Linked DNA regions of Mus musculus: all the other regions are linked to region 3. The links are chromatin contacts, called in public promoter capture Hi-C maps. All regions are on one chromosome and are shown on one strand. The core of a region is the stretch at or near the end of the contact, and the rest is flanking DNA. Distances in the headings are between cores, read along the strand shown.

The links. Promoter capture Hi-C pulls out the DNA fragments that hold promoters and counts their contacts. Capture Hi-C pulls out chosen DNA fragments and counts their contacts.
Region 1: a promoter capture Hi-C map of liver shows a contact between it and region 3, with 2.1 times the contacts expected there. The contact joins the promoter of Kcnmb1 here to the promoter of 4930403D09Rik in region 3. A contact is called at or near these places in 4 of 39 promoter capture datasets (embryonic stem cells, liver, pre-B cells and 1 more) and 1 of 9 other capture datasets (liver).
Region 2: a contact with region 3 is called in a promoter capture Hi-C map of stem cell-derived epiblast-like cells, with 3 times the contacts expected there. The contact joins the enhancer-like site here to the promoter of 4930403D09Rik in region 3. A contact is called at or near these places in 6 of 39 promoter capture datasets (cranial neural crest, embryonic stem cells, liver and 3 more) and 1 of 115 datasets of contacts at active chromatin or transcription factors (embryonic stem cells).

Annotation. Positions count from the first base shown.
Region 1 is chr11:33,961,417-33,966,250 of GRCm38.p6, reverse strand. It overlaps Kcnmb1 (potassium large conductance calcium-activated channel, subfamily M, beta member 1), which reads right to left and starts at 3,238. Exons shown (of 4, transcript NM_031169.4): 1 at 2,925-3,238; 2 at 1,417-1,574; 3 at 1-61. The coding sequence starts at 1,550. It also overlaps a transcript of Kcnip1 not described here.
Region 2 is chr11:34,737,636-34,742,177 of GRCm38.p6, reverse strand. All of the region lies in intron 2 of Dock2 (dedicator of cyto-kinesis 2), which reads left to right. Among named protein-coding and RNA genes, the nearest start is that of Dock2, 44 kb to the left of the region's middle. Within about 2 kb of position 3,052, at least 48 of the 459 cell types and tissues checked have an H3K27ac peak or open chromatin away from gene starts, as enhancers often do. A contact at or near this core is called in embryonic stem cells and stem cell-derived epiblast-like cells, where this site is marked.
Region 3 is chr11:34,297,915-34,302,210 of GRCm38.p6, reverse strand. It overlaps 4930403D09Rik (RIKEN cDNA 4930403D09 gene), which reads right to left and starts at 2,469. Exons shown (of 2, transcript NR_167728.1): 1 at 2,330-2,469. Dock2 (dedicator of cyto-kinesis 2) reads left to right here. Exons shown (of 52, transcript NM_033374.3): 30 at 1,646-1,724.

The sequences.
Region 1 (4,834 bases), core at 1,989-4,488, 340 kb after region 3:
CTCTTCCTGGTCCTTGATATTAGTTTCAATCAAGTGACATATGGATTCCTGGGTCCACACACTGGGGAGACAACACACACACACACACACACACACACACACACACACACACACACACACACACAAACATCCCTTAGAGACAAGGATGACACATACCCACTTTGAATCCCTGACACCCTGAGAGGCTTTTGAGAGATCCATGGATGGGACCTTCATTTTGCCACAAACATGTTATATTAACTGAATCCATGGCCCTAGAGTCCTGGACTCTGGGATAAATCACAATAATTTCAGACTGGTTGGCTCTTGGACATTTTCTACATAATGGTTCTCTGACCTTGCTAGCCACCCCGCACCTGACTTTTTTTTTTTTTTTTTAAGATCCCTATAGCTTACTGAGTCCCACTCTACAGAAAGTGAGGCAGAATTTCTCAGGTGCTTGGGCCCAGGCACTAGTGGTGTTTTAAATGCTCTTCATAAGATTGTGATGAGCAGCCAAGTCTGAGGCCTTCTTAACCATATTATCTCCAAGTCACAGGTAGAAATGGAAACCTCACAGGGGATAGGTGATTTGGGGAGTGGGGCTGGGACACAGCACCTGAGGCAAGGGCTGAGTAGCTTCAGAGTCTCAGCTATTTCCCCTAAAAAAGAGGAAGTACATGAGGGGTCTGATCTGATCAGAGTTGGAGGGTGGCAGGAGAGAGCTGGGGAGGCACACAGTTGCTCAGCAGTGCCCCACGTGGGTGAGACTCTGGCCTGGCACAACTGCAGCATTATAAAGCAAGGATGCAGACCAGGCCCAGGAGAGCCCAAGAGGCTCATCAACTCTTAAGCAAATGGATCGTGACTCAGCTCCCTGTATCCTGTGGGAGACCCACTGTCAGACAAGAGAGGATGGTCAGGAGCCAGACTATGCACAGAGGGAGGGCGTGAGACTCAGCTAAGGGTGAGCTGAGAGAGCACTGTGTGCCTGTTCCAAAGACAAGAGCCATCAGGAATTCCACAGCTCTTCTTTAAAGGCTGGAGGGATGACATGTCACAGAGTGTGAGGCACGAGGGTACACTGCACTCTCTGAGATTCCTCCATAAACTTCGTGGGAACAGATGTCACAGTGCAAAGACTCTCTGCTTATTGGGAAAACCCAGGTAAGGAAAGGCATGCTCATCAAAGAGGAATCTCCCATCTCAGAGGCATTTGTGCAGACTGCAGCCAGAGTCTGCCATTGTGAGCTCCACCCCCACCCCCAAGGAATCCTGCACCTGTCATCACCAGTCCCAACTGGGGAGTCTCTCACTCCTCTGCTCCCCCAGAACTGGAACCCCTGAGCCTGAAGATGACGAATGCCTCGTCTGTCCTGACTACCGTGACGGGTCAAGGGTAGGGTAGGTCAATCCAGGAAGTGGAGACATCCATACCTTTTCTGGTAGAGGGGCAGCACAGTTGTACCCAGGACGTAGTAGGTGATGGCAGCACACACTACCATTGCCACTCCCAGGCAGAGGGCTCGTGTCTCTCCGCGCTTCTGGGCCATCACCAGCTTCTTCCCCATGGCCACTGGAGGCAACAGTCATTTCTAGCACCAAGAAGGCAAAGAGAAGTGAGATTAGCCCAAGTGATAGGTTCATAAGAAGGAAGGAAGGAAGGAAGGAAGGAAGGAAGGAAGGAAGGAAGGAAGGAAGGAAGGAAGGAAGGAAGGAAGGAAGGAAGGCAGGCAGGCATGAGGGGATGCAACCAAATAACAACATTGCTCTTATTTAAGTATGATAATACGTGGAGCTTTGCAACTTACATGGAGCTTTCTTACAGAGGTCTGCTCTGGCCTCTGGTAACAGCCTACAGTTAGCTTTTAAATACTCAGGATCCATTATCACCAATTATCTCCAGGAGAAGCCCAGTACACTTGAGGGGATTTCCTTGTGGTGCTGGCTTTTTCCAGTGAGCCCTCCTAGACTCCTGAGCATTCCCAAGATAAATGACAGCAGGAGTCTGCTCAAGGCTACAGCATGGAAGCTCAGAAGGGAAAGGAAGGAAGGATGTCACCTGTTCCTGAGAGGTCTCGCTCCTGTGACTGGTTGTGCCTGTAATGTCCCGATGGCTCACCAGCTACATGAAGTGAGTTCAGTTTAAATGTAAAGCTTAGGTGGGAATCTGGGATGGGCCTAATGAGAACCTCCAGCAAGAAGGATATGAAGCTCTGATATGCACTGTGGCCTGAGACAGGAAGAAATGGGTTTCCATGATAACAGAAGAGATTTCAGGGAGACTATGCCGGATGTGAAACATTAAGTATCTCAGGACTCCTTGGATGGAATTCTGTAGAAAAGTCACCTGAGGTCTGGGCTTGATCTAGGAAAGTTGGAAAGGGTTAAAGAAGAGTCCTATGTGGCATAACTGTTGGGTTGTTGATCTCTTCCTTAGAAGGACTGGGGATAGAGTATGTAAGGGTTTTGGGGGAGTTTAGAGAAGAGAGGCCATCAGATATAAGACCGAGTCCTGGCTTTTCTACTTAGCAACCATATGACTGTTAAAACAAGAACAATAGTGCCCTCCTCAGGGTCCTGATGTAGACCCACCAACACTGCTGAGCGTCACCTCATAAATAAGTGATGCCCTCCATAAACAGGCGCCATCATTAACTGAGGAATTGAAGGAGCTTGGTGCACTCTGCCAGGCCTGTTTGTCGATCCCTATCCTGATGACAAGTGACAACACTGGTCCTGACTGGCTGGCCACAAAAGAGACGCCCAGACCAGGGTCAACAGGCCAGGCAGGCCCTCCGGTGCCAGAACTCTGATGGGCATCAGGAGAGGTAGGGATTTTCACCACCCTATCCATGCCATCACAGGCTGCTGTCTCCCACCATCTCCCCTCAGCCCCGGCTTCCTAGAAGCCCTTCCCAAGCTCTCTGGGATGTAGCACTCACAGTTCTCTGGGTCTCCGCTGGCTGGCAGATGGTTTCTCTCCACTCGCCCCACCCCCACCCCCACCCCAAGTCAGGCCTGGGAGCTCTAGCAGGAAGTTTGGTCTCCCAGCTGGTCTCCAGGGAAGCAGTCTCAGTCCCATCTGGGTCGAGCCTCCATGCCCAAACATGGTCAAGTCTGAGCACACAGCTTGCCCCGGGATAAAAACTCCACAAGCAGGTACCTAGCCTCACAGCCCTCAGCTGCTGTTGGGGACTCTGCCCCTGCATTTCCCAGAGTCTCCTGGGAAACAGATGTCAAACAGCAAAAGCCATTACCCACCCCACAAGGCCATCCTGATATATGTACAAAAATGTTTCTTCTACACTCCGTCTTTCAGGCTGGCAGAGAAGCCAGGAATAGGAAATGATCTTCCTTGTGTAGTGCAGGGGAGGGAGGTAGAGGGGTTGGGCTTGTCACTAGCCCATGTTATATCCACACCAGTGCAGCCAAAGCCTCCCACCTTTGTCCCTGACTTCCTGTGTGACTCTGAACAAGTCACTGAACCTCTCTGGACCTCTGTCTTCTCCCTTCTATAATTAATAGCATTTTGAAAACTTAACTTTATTCTGGATTGTTAAGTTAGAGATGGAGTTCAGAGAAAGGAGGAAATTCCGCCTTTTAAAGACCACTGGGGCTGAGGCTGGTAGCGGTGGGTCCCACAGCTGCTTCCGGCCAGCCGTCCAGGTCCAGGGACAGTGCCATGCTGGGGACCTCCCACAGACTGACTCTGCTTCATAGGCAGAAAGTTATTGCAGCCAATACGACAACTGAACATTGGTACTGGAGGTAGGGGTGGGGGGCAAACCTGCTTTTGCACTCCGGGTCCTTGTGGATAAAGAGAGCACTGTAAGAGTTGGGAAAGCAAGAACAAGCCCCGCCCCACCCCTGCCCCAACCCCGGCCCCGCCCCCGCCCCGCCCTCCTTACACCTTGGTGCCCTGCTAGTCATCTGCACAGAACTTGATGCCTGGTCCAGAGTTTCTCTACTTGATGAACAGAGACAGATTGGAAGTTGGCCCCTCCCAGTGTCAAATCCCAGCCATCTCTGCCACCAAGGGACTGTTCTAACACCTCAAACCATACCTCTGTTATGTCTCCAGCCACCTAAAGTTCTAGAAGTAGCCTCTGGTGTCCCCAGGCCCAGGGCAGTGGGTGCATCTTAGATATTCCTGATCACTAGGTGTTAGCACCTCTCACCTAAGCCTAACACCTGATAATCAGGGCCCTCTAAGGCCCAGAAAGAAAGTTGTCACTCAAGGCTCCTTGACACTCTGGGGGGTGAACAGCACCCCATCCCCCTTTAGTCACTGACTCTAACTAGAGAGACAACTACCTGTTTAGTTGCCTCATAGCAACTGGAGATTTATTAGTGTGCATGTGCCTGCATGTGTGTGTGGTGCTTAAATGATTTGTGCATGTGTGTGTGATATGTGTGTGTTTGGATAGGTATGGTGTGTGTATTATGTGTGTATGATATTGTGTATATGTGTGTGTACTTGATATTTTCACACATGCATGCATTCATGGAAACCAAAGGGAGACATTGGGTGTTTTTCTCCATCTGGCCCACCTCAGGAAGGACCTTTCGGCTGAGCAGCAGTGGGACCCGCCTTTAATCCCAGCACTCAGGAAGCAGAGGCAGGTGGATCTCAGTGAGATCGAGGCTGCCCCTTATAGAGAGTTCCAGAACAGCCAGGGCTACAGAGGAACCTTGTCATGAAAAAAACGGGGGAAGGGTTCTTTCACTGAGCCTGGAGCTGAGTGCTGGGGCACCTAACTATGAACAGTTTATTACACAGGTACTGGAGATTTGAACTTAGTCCTCTGTAGGTGCAACACTGATTCTTGCCCACCAGCCCCACAGACAAGGA
Region 2 (4,542 bases), core at 1,803-4,302, 440 kb before region 3:
TCTCCAGATTTGTGCAGAGGTGCTTGTGCATGTATGAAACACACACACACACACACACACACACACACACACACACACACACATACACACACACATACACACACACACACACACACACGACATTAATACAAACACTAATAACTTCCTAACAAAGACACACATATGAATGAATACACAGCTATTCATAAACAGAGCCTCCACACAAAGACACACAAATTTGTATATGGACAGGAAGACATACAAACAGATGCAAACCAAGAGAATAAGAGAATGAAAACCCTGTCTTTAAGGAAGGAAATTTAGTATTTCAAAGCAACGTTTAAAGGAGTCCCTAAAGAGGAGCAAGACCTGCTGGAATGTGTTGTGTGCTTTGGCAGGATTCTTTTCTGGGTTGCATCTCATCATGCACTGTTCAGTGCCCAGGGTGCCAAGGTCCATCCTTGGCCTTTGAAGCTTTTTGAAGACAGAGAGGATGGGCTTGATTCAGGGAGTGGGTGGGTGAGGGAATGCCTTCCTATAGTGTCTGGCCTGTTATTCTAAGTTTACCACCCCTCCCCACAGTACAGCCCTGTGTTTTACACGTCTAATTCTAGCCCTTTTTGATTTGTAATCTTCTCATCAGTTTTAGTTATTTATTACAACATATCTATTTACAACAGGAATAAATGTTTTTAAATCATCCTAAGAGGTTAACAATGCTTAACTTTGGGTGGTTGGAACTTGAGTGATGATAACTTTGAATTTTGTGTGTTCTATTGTTTTTGTCCTATTGTTCTATTGGTTCCTCACCTGAAGAGTTAGGATCACACAGCTCCTGGACCTGTTATCTGATAGAAAGGGGAGAAGAGAGAAGTAGTGTTGCATCATGCTTGACTCAAGAGCAACCTTTTGTGTTCTTTCCCCTCAGCCAATAGAGCTTGGAGAAGACCAGTATGTGTACATATCTATGGACTATGGTTCCTGGTCATGTGGAAACTGAATTTTTAGTGTCTAGAACGGATGAGATTAGCCCTTCTTTGTTCCACATGATGTTTTAAATAGGATTTGTCTGCTTTGAATTCACATGAGGGTCCACTCTCTGAAGTATTATGCTGATGGTATTTTGAGGGAGGAAACATGATGTATACAGGTACGGCCTTTGGCAAGTAAAGTCATTAGGGTGGAAGCTCTATGAGTGAATTCTGGAAGCTTTATGGAGAGGGAGAAAGACCACACAGATATAGCGGGATGTAGAGGCTGATGTAATGTTCCAAGGGGACACTCACCAGAGGCTGCAATGTGCTCTGGGACCTTGAATCTCTAGAATCATGAGCCATAAATAGCTGTGTCTAAGTACTCTAAGTATGAATGGTACAAACACAATTCTAACTGGGGGATTTAAATATGAGTGGGTTTTAGTATGAAGATAACATGTTATAATACAAACTCATATAGTTCAGAAGGGTTGACATCTCTCTGACTATTTAGTGACATCCAAAGATTCCAGGCTCATGACCAGCATGCTTTGCACCTCCCCCCCCCCTTTCCCCCTTAAATATCGGTAGTTTAGAGTATTCTCTATTATCTGTCTTCCTTACTCAGTTGAGCACTAAGATGAATGAACTCATGGCCCGGTAGCTATGTAGCTGGAGACTAAGGTACCAGATGTCTGTGACATACCCATATAACGATGCTTCTGACAGGCACCCCACTGTGCTTAAGTATACTAGGACAGCAATTACCCACCTTCAAAAATATCAAGATGCCTCTGTCTCTACTGTCTTTTTTTTTTTTTTTTTTGAGGCAGTCTCACTATATACTTCTAGCTGGCTTGGAACTGGTTTTATAGACCAAGGTGGCCCTGAACTCATAGATCACAGAGATCTGCCTGCCCCTTCTAAGTACTGGGATTGAAGACCTGGGCCACTGTTAATTCCAAAAATGTGAGGAAAAAAGACACTGACCCAAATCATCATGGTCAAATTAATTAAAGCAAGCCTTTTAAAATTCATGTACATGGGCTGCCTCCCGCAATGGTGAGGCTCGAGAGGTCAGCGTTGGATGTGAGGAAGACAAGGGTTTTATAGTTCAGGAGTATGTAATGGGCATTTGGTGGGCAAAATAGGCAGGGTTGCAGAAGCAGAACATAAGCATAACAAGTTAGTTATGACACAAAGAGGTAGTTGCAAGATGGGCAAAACAAGGTAGTCATAGCAACAAGCAATCATATAACCTTTTGAAACAAAGATAGGGTTGTAAGATGGTTATAAGCAACAGACATGGTTGTTGTTTCTTGGAACAGGCAGTATAGAATCATTTATAGTTACCTGTGGGGTATAGCCCAATCTTTGAGAAGCAGAAGTTTAACCATAAACAGGAATGAACCTGGTCTGTCTATATTATAAAATGGTTTTTTTGCTTAAGGAGGAGGCAGGTTGGTTCTTCACCACAATGCCTTGCTGTCCCCTAGACCACAGTGGAGGGTGTTCTTCTGAGGTAGCTGGTCTTTAGAATCTTCTTCGTAAGGTGTTCTCGGAGTTGTATGTGGACACTATACTTACTCATTCCCTGCCCGGCTTGGAATGACAAAAAAGTCTGTTTACGGATACTTGTGTATGTCAGGGCTGTGGGGTCTATTATAGTAGTAAGGGGGGGGGGGGCTCTAGACAGAGACTCCAGAAAATTTTTGGACTTGTTTCCAGTAAAATATGACCGTGGGGAGGGGCAAGGAAAGAGGCTACTGGGAGATTTGAGTTGTTATAAAGCAATGTAATACTTCACTGTTTTCTACAGAGAGTATCTCATGACAGGGTTCTGAGAGCCAGCCTTCTTGCCCGCCAACATCTGCAGCTCTTCAGAGCTGTCAGATGCCCTTGCCTGCAGGACTGTGTGGGCCACAAAGAGCTCTGGGTAGGTGGTGAAGGATTGAATCTACCATGGGTAGAGTGGGGCACACCAGAATCTACAGCACCTTCTGTACTAGCAACCCTGTCAAGGGTGATTGTGACCCAAACAATGGGGACATTGTGAGCTCTTCACAGGGGATCATTTGAAGAACCACTCTGCCAGGAGGCCTCCTTTGTTCAGCTGTGTGCGAGAAGCTGCTGGGTGTGAAAGGGATTCTATTGTTTGGAGGATGCTGCTCCACTCTCTGAAAGTTGAAACCCACTTTTCCTGTTTTTTTGAATGAGGGTGGGGCTGAGATGTCAGTGAGCTTGAGTTCTGTCTCATTTATTCTGTTGTTATGGAAATATGTTGAAAGGACATCAATAAAAAGAATGAGATTCTAAGTCTGTAGGTTCTGGAAACAAAATAGAAAACATTTCTAACTTGTTGGATTATGATATTAATTTAACTATTGTCCAAAAAAGGACATGGTACCCACTAACCTTTTGAATATTTTCCGTATGGCAGGCACAGGGAAATAGATCCCTCTGAACACTTCACACAATTTAAATTTGACAAGGCAGCTGTGATTATTCCTATTCAACATGTCACTTGTCAACGATCACTCAGATAGGAGGACTCAGATCTTCATTCTAAGCCAAGTTTTGACTACACACTCATTTTTAAATACATACATTTTATTATCTATAGTGGAGGTATACAACATAATGGTATCCTTCGTCCCTCCCTCCCTCCCTCCCTTCCTTTTTTCTTCCTTCTCCTGCTCCTTTTAGATTTTATTTCTTTTATATATGTGGGTAAAACATCTCTCTCTTCAGACACACCAGAAGAGGGCATCAATACCATTGCAGATGGTTGTGAGGTACCATGTGGTTGCTGGGAATTGAACTCAGGACTTCTGGAAGAGCAGTCAGTGTTCTTAACCACTGAGCCACCTCTCCAGCCCCTTGTTATTGTTTTCTTAACTGGAGTCTGTCTGCTGCGCGTGTCCTTCTTGACTTCTTCAGTTTGCATATCTACTGCTTTGTATCTTCTGACCTATGTCTCGAATTTCCTGAATATATTCCTGAATATAACCTGTTCATATTGTATTTTTTGTGTGTATGTTTCCTGGACCGGTCCTTTGGCACTGCCCAGTTGGTGTGCTCTTCTCTGGGAAGACCAGCCCTCCTACTCCCAGCATTCCTCAGTTGCCTGCATGTCTTTGTGTTAGATGGTGGCCTCTGTGGCTTGTTCTTGTCTACTTAGGTGTGTCCATTGGTTTCATCCTTGTTCGGCTCACATTCGGGCTGTCATGATGGTGTTATGGAGTTAACTTCTGATGTTACTAGGAGACACCATCTCAGAGCAAACTCCCTGACCCTCTGGTTCTTTATTGTTATTAGATGTCACACGCAGATGAGATCATAGAGTATTTTTTTTCTGCTATGTGCTTATTAAAGGCATGCACCACCACGCTCAGCTGAGTAGTGTTCTGCTTGTATAGTGCACTTGATACACCTCTGCTTCTTTGTTCACTCACTGATGGGTGCTTCCTGGTGCACGACTTTAATCCCAGCACTCGGGAAGCAGAGACAGGCAGATTTCTGAGTTCGAGGCCAGCCTGGTCTACAGAGTGAGTTCTAGGACAGCCAGGGCTACACAGAGAAACCCTGT
Region 3 (4,296 bases), core at 1,220-3,719:
AGCCAAATTCAAGGTTATCAGAGTTGAGTCGTTTTCCTCTTTGGGGGGGGTCCATTCAAGGGGGGTGCTCTTCATTTGTGTAGGAGGAAAAAATACCAAGAGAAGCGGGAGTGCGGACGTTTGAGAGTTAGCTATGGTGTGAAGAGTGGAGAGCTTGGATCAAAGCTAGAGCTCTTGAGAGGCCTAGGATGAAGATACAAATGGAAAAGCCAGCATGTGATTACACAATATTCCTAATCTCTAGGGAAGTGCGCTCTGATGGAGAAAACAGCCTGCCATTCAGAAGTTTGAGTACGTGGAGACAGCTACAATGTCAAATGTGCTAAGAGTAGAGAAGGTGCCCCCCCCCCCCACGAGAGTGAGAAAGTGGGCAGTGGTCTGTTACATAGGAGAATGGTCCAAAGTTCTAAGAAGTAGAAAGTTCTGGGTTTTTTCAACCTGCATCCCTGGGTCTCATGTATCCCAGGACCACTCTGAATGTGGCCTTGCACACCTATAGGGGACAGAAATCACGTGACAATGTCCAGAGGTTGGACAGGACATGCTCAAGTCTGCACCAGGAAAGCATAATTTTGACTTAGAAGAGCTGGGGACAGACTTTAAAATGAAAACATGCCACTAAGTGCAAAGGAAGTAACCTGAATTGGGGGGTAAGAATGAAAGCCTGGCATAGAAAAGATCAGGCCAAAGCAAGCAGGGTATTGCATGTGAAGAGAGAACTGCACTTGCCCATGGCAGTGGAGAGCCATGGAGGTCAGGAATGGCTATGATTCAGGCTGTCCCTGAGAATGGCAGGACAGGAGAAGAAAGCTGTGGGAACAGTCAGTGGGGGCTCACGGACAAAGACAAAAAGAACAAGGTGGTCAGAGAGACATGGAGGTTGCACCTCGGCAGCCCGGTTCCAAAACATGAAATGTGGGTGATATTTGGCTAGCACTGCGTCTCGGATAAAGGACTGGCAAGGAGGTGCTCAGAGGAAGTGCATGGGGTATGGAAGAACGATCACAGGAACATTGTCTATTATGGAGAAAAAAGCCGAGAAACCACAAAATGGCCCATCAATAAGAAACTGATTAAATAAACCGTGATACGGTCATAGAGTGGAATGCTCTTTGGTGATTAAAAAAGATGACGTGTAGCTGCACTCATTGGTGTGAAAGGAGTCTACGATTTATTATTGAGTAAAATTGGCAAGCTATGAAACCACATTCGTCGTGTAATACCATTTATCAAAACGACACCCTAAAAATGTCACTCGTATAGATACTTCTAAGGAGACCTTTGAAGTGATGCTCACCCACATGTTGACGGGAGCCTTCTCCAGGAGAGAGGATCCCAGAGAATACTAGCTGTTGTTTGGGGGACGGGATGCTCTTTCTTTATATCATTTCTGGACAGCATGCATTGTTCAGCCACTAATCACTAAGCGTCTAATCATTTGAATGTAAGACAATACAAATTCCTAAAACGTCAAATACATGGTTCCTGAATTCTAGCAAGGCAACCTCAGTCCCTACGTTGACCTGCATTAGTCTTCACCTGAAAATCAGCCCACTCTGGGAGAATGTGAGGAGATTTTAGTCCATCAGGAAGAGAAAAGAGAGAGGATGCTCAGATAGTTCAGTGACCTTGTTTCCTCTTCTAGGGTCTTCCTGAGAGCCATCAACAAGTTTGCAGAAACCATGAACCAGAAGTTTCTGGAACACACAAGCTTTGAGTTCCAGGTGAGTGTGAAGCATTGGAGTTGCTCAGGGCTACCCTGGCACATTGGGCTGGTTCTTCATCCTCCACCATCACCACCGGCAAGCACACAGAGGCCGTAGGTGTCTCTGAATACATGCAGAAGGGAAGTGTGGAAAGGAAAGAAGACGATGTCCCTTCTGACTGGGATGCACACCACTTCTTAACTGTAGAATGGGTGCTGCTGCCGTTGCCTTTCAACTTTTTTTTTTTAGTACTTTGTTCACGGGTTCCTAGGAGCAGCCAGTCACAGACCCGAAAGTATAAAGCTTTCAAGTTTATCTCTGTGACTTCCCAATTTCTCCAAAAGTCATTTTGGCGTGTGTGCTTAGCCACATTTTAGGGCCTCTGAGACATTAGAGCAGGGATTGGGCTGTGTGATAAGAATGTCCCTGAGGTAAGGAGAGTGAAGTCCCTGGCCCGGCCCACAAAGAACATGTTCTTCAAAGCCAGACGTGAAAGTCCATGTTACTGCCCATGGCTGCAGGAGTGAGAGAGAAGAAACCCTACCCCCAAGTCTTTGATGCCTGCTTCAGCAAAGTCCTCAACCCTTAGAGCTTCTGGTAACTGAGAGTAAGGGAATACTCACCAAGTACAGTACCCCAGGGTCATGCCATTCCTGCCTGCCCATCTGAGACGCTGTGTTTCCATCAGCCTGGCCTCTTCAGCTCAGCAGCTTAGGTGGGCAAGGATGTCATTGCACCAGAGTGATAACAACTGTAAAATGCTAACTGCCCTCCCACCTCAGGAGACTTTGCCAGCCCAGGAGCATGCTGGGAAATCTTATCAGTCAGTTGCTGTTGGAATAGTTCCTCTTTACAGAGCCTGCCCTGCCTGACTCCTCTTTGGAATTTGTTTAGTGACTCTGTCTGTGGTCACTGGTCACATCTAGGTCTCTTGATGTTTCTTTAGGCACTATCTGTCCTTTGAAATCATCGCTTATTATTCCTCCAATCCTGTCCATGTTTTCTTTCCTTCTGGTAAAATACAGTTACACAAGAGTAAAAAGCCTTGTGCTCATAGCCACTCTGTGCCCGGTGGGGGAGGTGACACCTGGGCTGAGACCCGTGCCAGGCACCTTCCTGGGAAGATGGGTTGAGCTCCCTTTGTTGGCTTTCAAGGATGACCCTCTTCTCTGAATGAGGTTCTTGGTCTTGCCTATGACCTTGCATTCAGCTCTGGGGACGGAAGTGACCAATGTTCATGATGACCAGAGTAACTGCCATAGTTTATATACCAGCTCATACGAAGTCACTGTCACAGACATTCAGCCACCCTGCAAGTTGGATGCCACTGCTAGCCAGCTTCTTTTCTGAAGATGCAGGAGTGAGTAAGACCTGGAATCCATGTACAGAAAGCCTGACATCAACACCTTAATGCCTTTGGGGCTAGAAACTGCGCTGGCTGATACAGGCCTCCACATTGGGCCATGGCCACACCCCAGGTTCAGAGTATCGCGATGGCCTTGGGTAAGGCTTTCTCTCCAGATGACATATCTTTCCCAGAGCAACGAAACGTGTCATGCTGGCCGTTTAAAACCAAGAGAAAGGTTTCATTTCCCATGCAGATAGTTGCTGTTTCCATTTGTTACGAGCCTGTTCAAAGAAATGGATATGTCCATGGTGTTTGAAGGGACAGCTTGGAACAACATACCTGGGGCCAGAGGGGCAGTGTGTGGCCATCAAAGGCCAGCTGGTTTGTCATTTTCCCTGATGTCAGCAGTTCTAGCCTTAGGACCTGCTGTTCTGACTGTCACTCTCCTCCATGGTCTTAGGGAGGCTCTTTCCCAAGACAGGGTCAGCTCCAGTCCTCTGGGCCATTCTTTTCGGTTTCATAAAACTTTTCTGAAAGAAAAATTATATATGCAACGTACCTAAGAAAGGAATGTGACATACATGCAAAGGTTAAATTTATGAATTGTGTGGTTTTTGGTAAAGTACTTCATTGTTCTGTGCTCGGTTTCTTCAACGTTGTATGAATATGCTGTTAGTGGCTGTTTCTTTAAGCAGCCATAAGGGTTGGGTGAATTGATTCATGTAGCTCACTTAGAATGGTCCTGGCAACAAAAGCGCCACTTAATAAATGTTACCTTGTTAGCATCAGTTTGATGATGGTGATGATGATAATGATGGTGGCGGTGGTAGTAACGGTGAGGCTGCTGCTGTTGGTGGTGATGATGGTAGTGGTAGTGGTGGTAATCATGCTAATGATCATAGTGATATTATAAGCACCAGGGCCAGGAACTCAGGTCAGTTCTTGACAGGCAAGCCAGCAGAGAAGCAGCTTTTTGATCCTCACAACATAGCCGGAGGCTGTCACGCCCACAGGATTCTGTAAACTATGGAGAAGAGCTAGGAACACAGAATCAAATAATTCTTTTCTAATGAGGCTTCCACAGATATTTAGTGAAAAGTACCCCAAAACTGGGTCATTTTTCAATCTTCTCTTTGTTCCCTCATCTTTTCCTCCCCCCCTTTGAGAATGGATTTGTTCTTTGTACCCTGCCTGGAACACCCTCCTCTCCTTCTTGTGGGCTCATGTATTATGCATGTGATA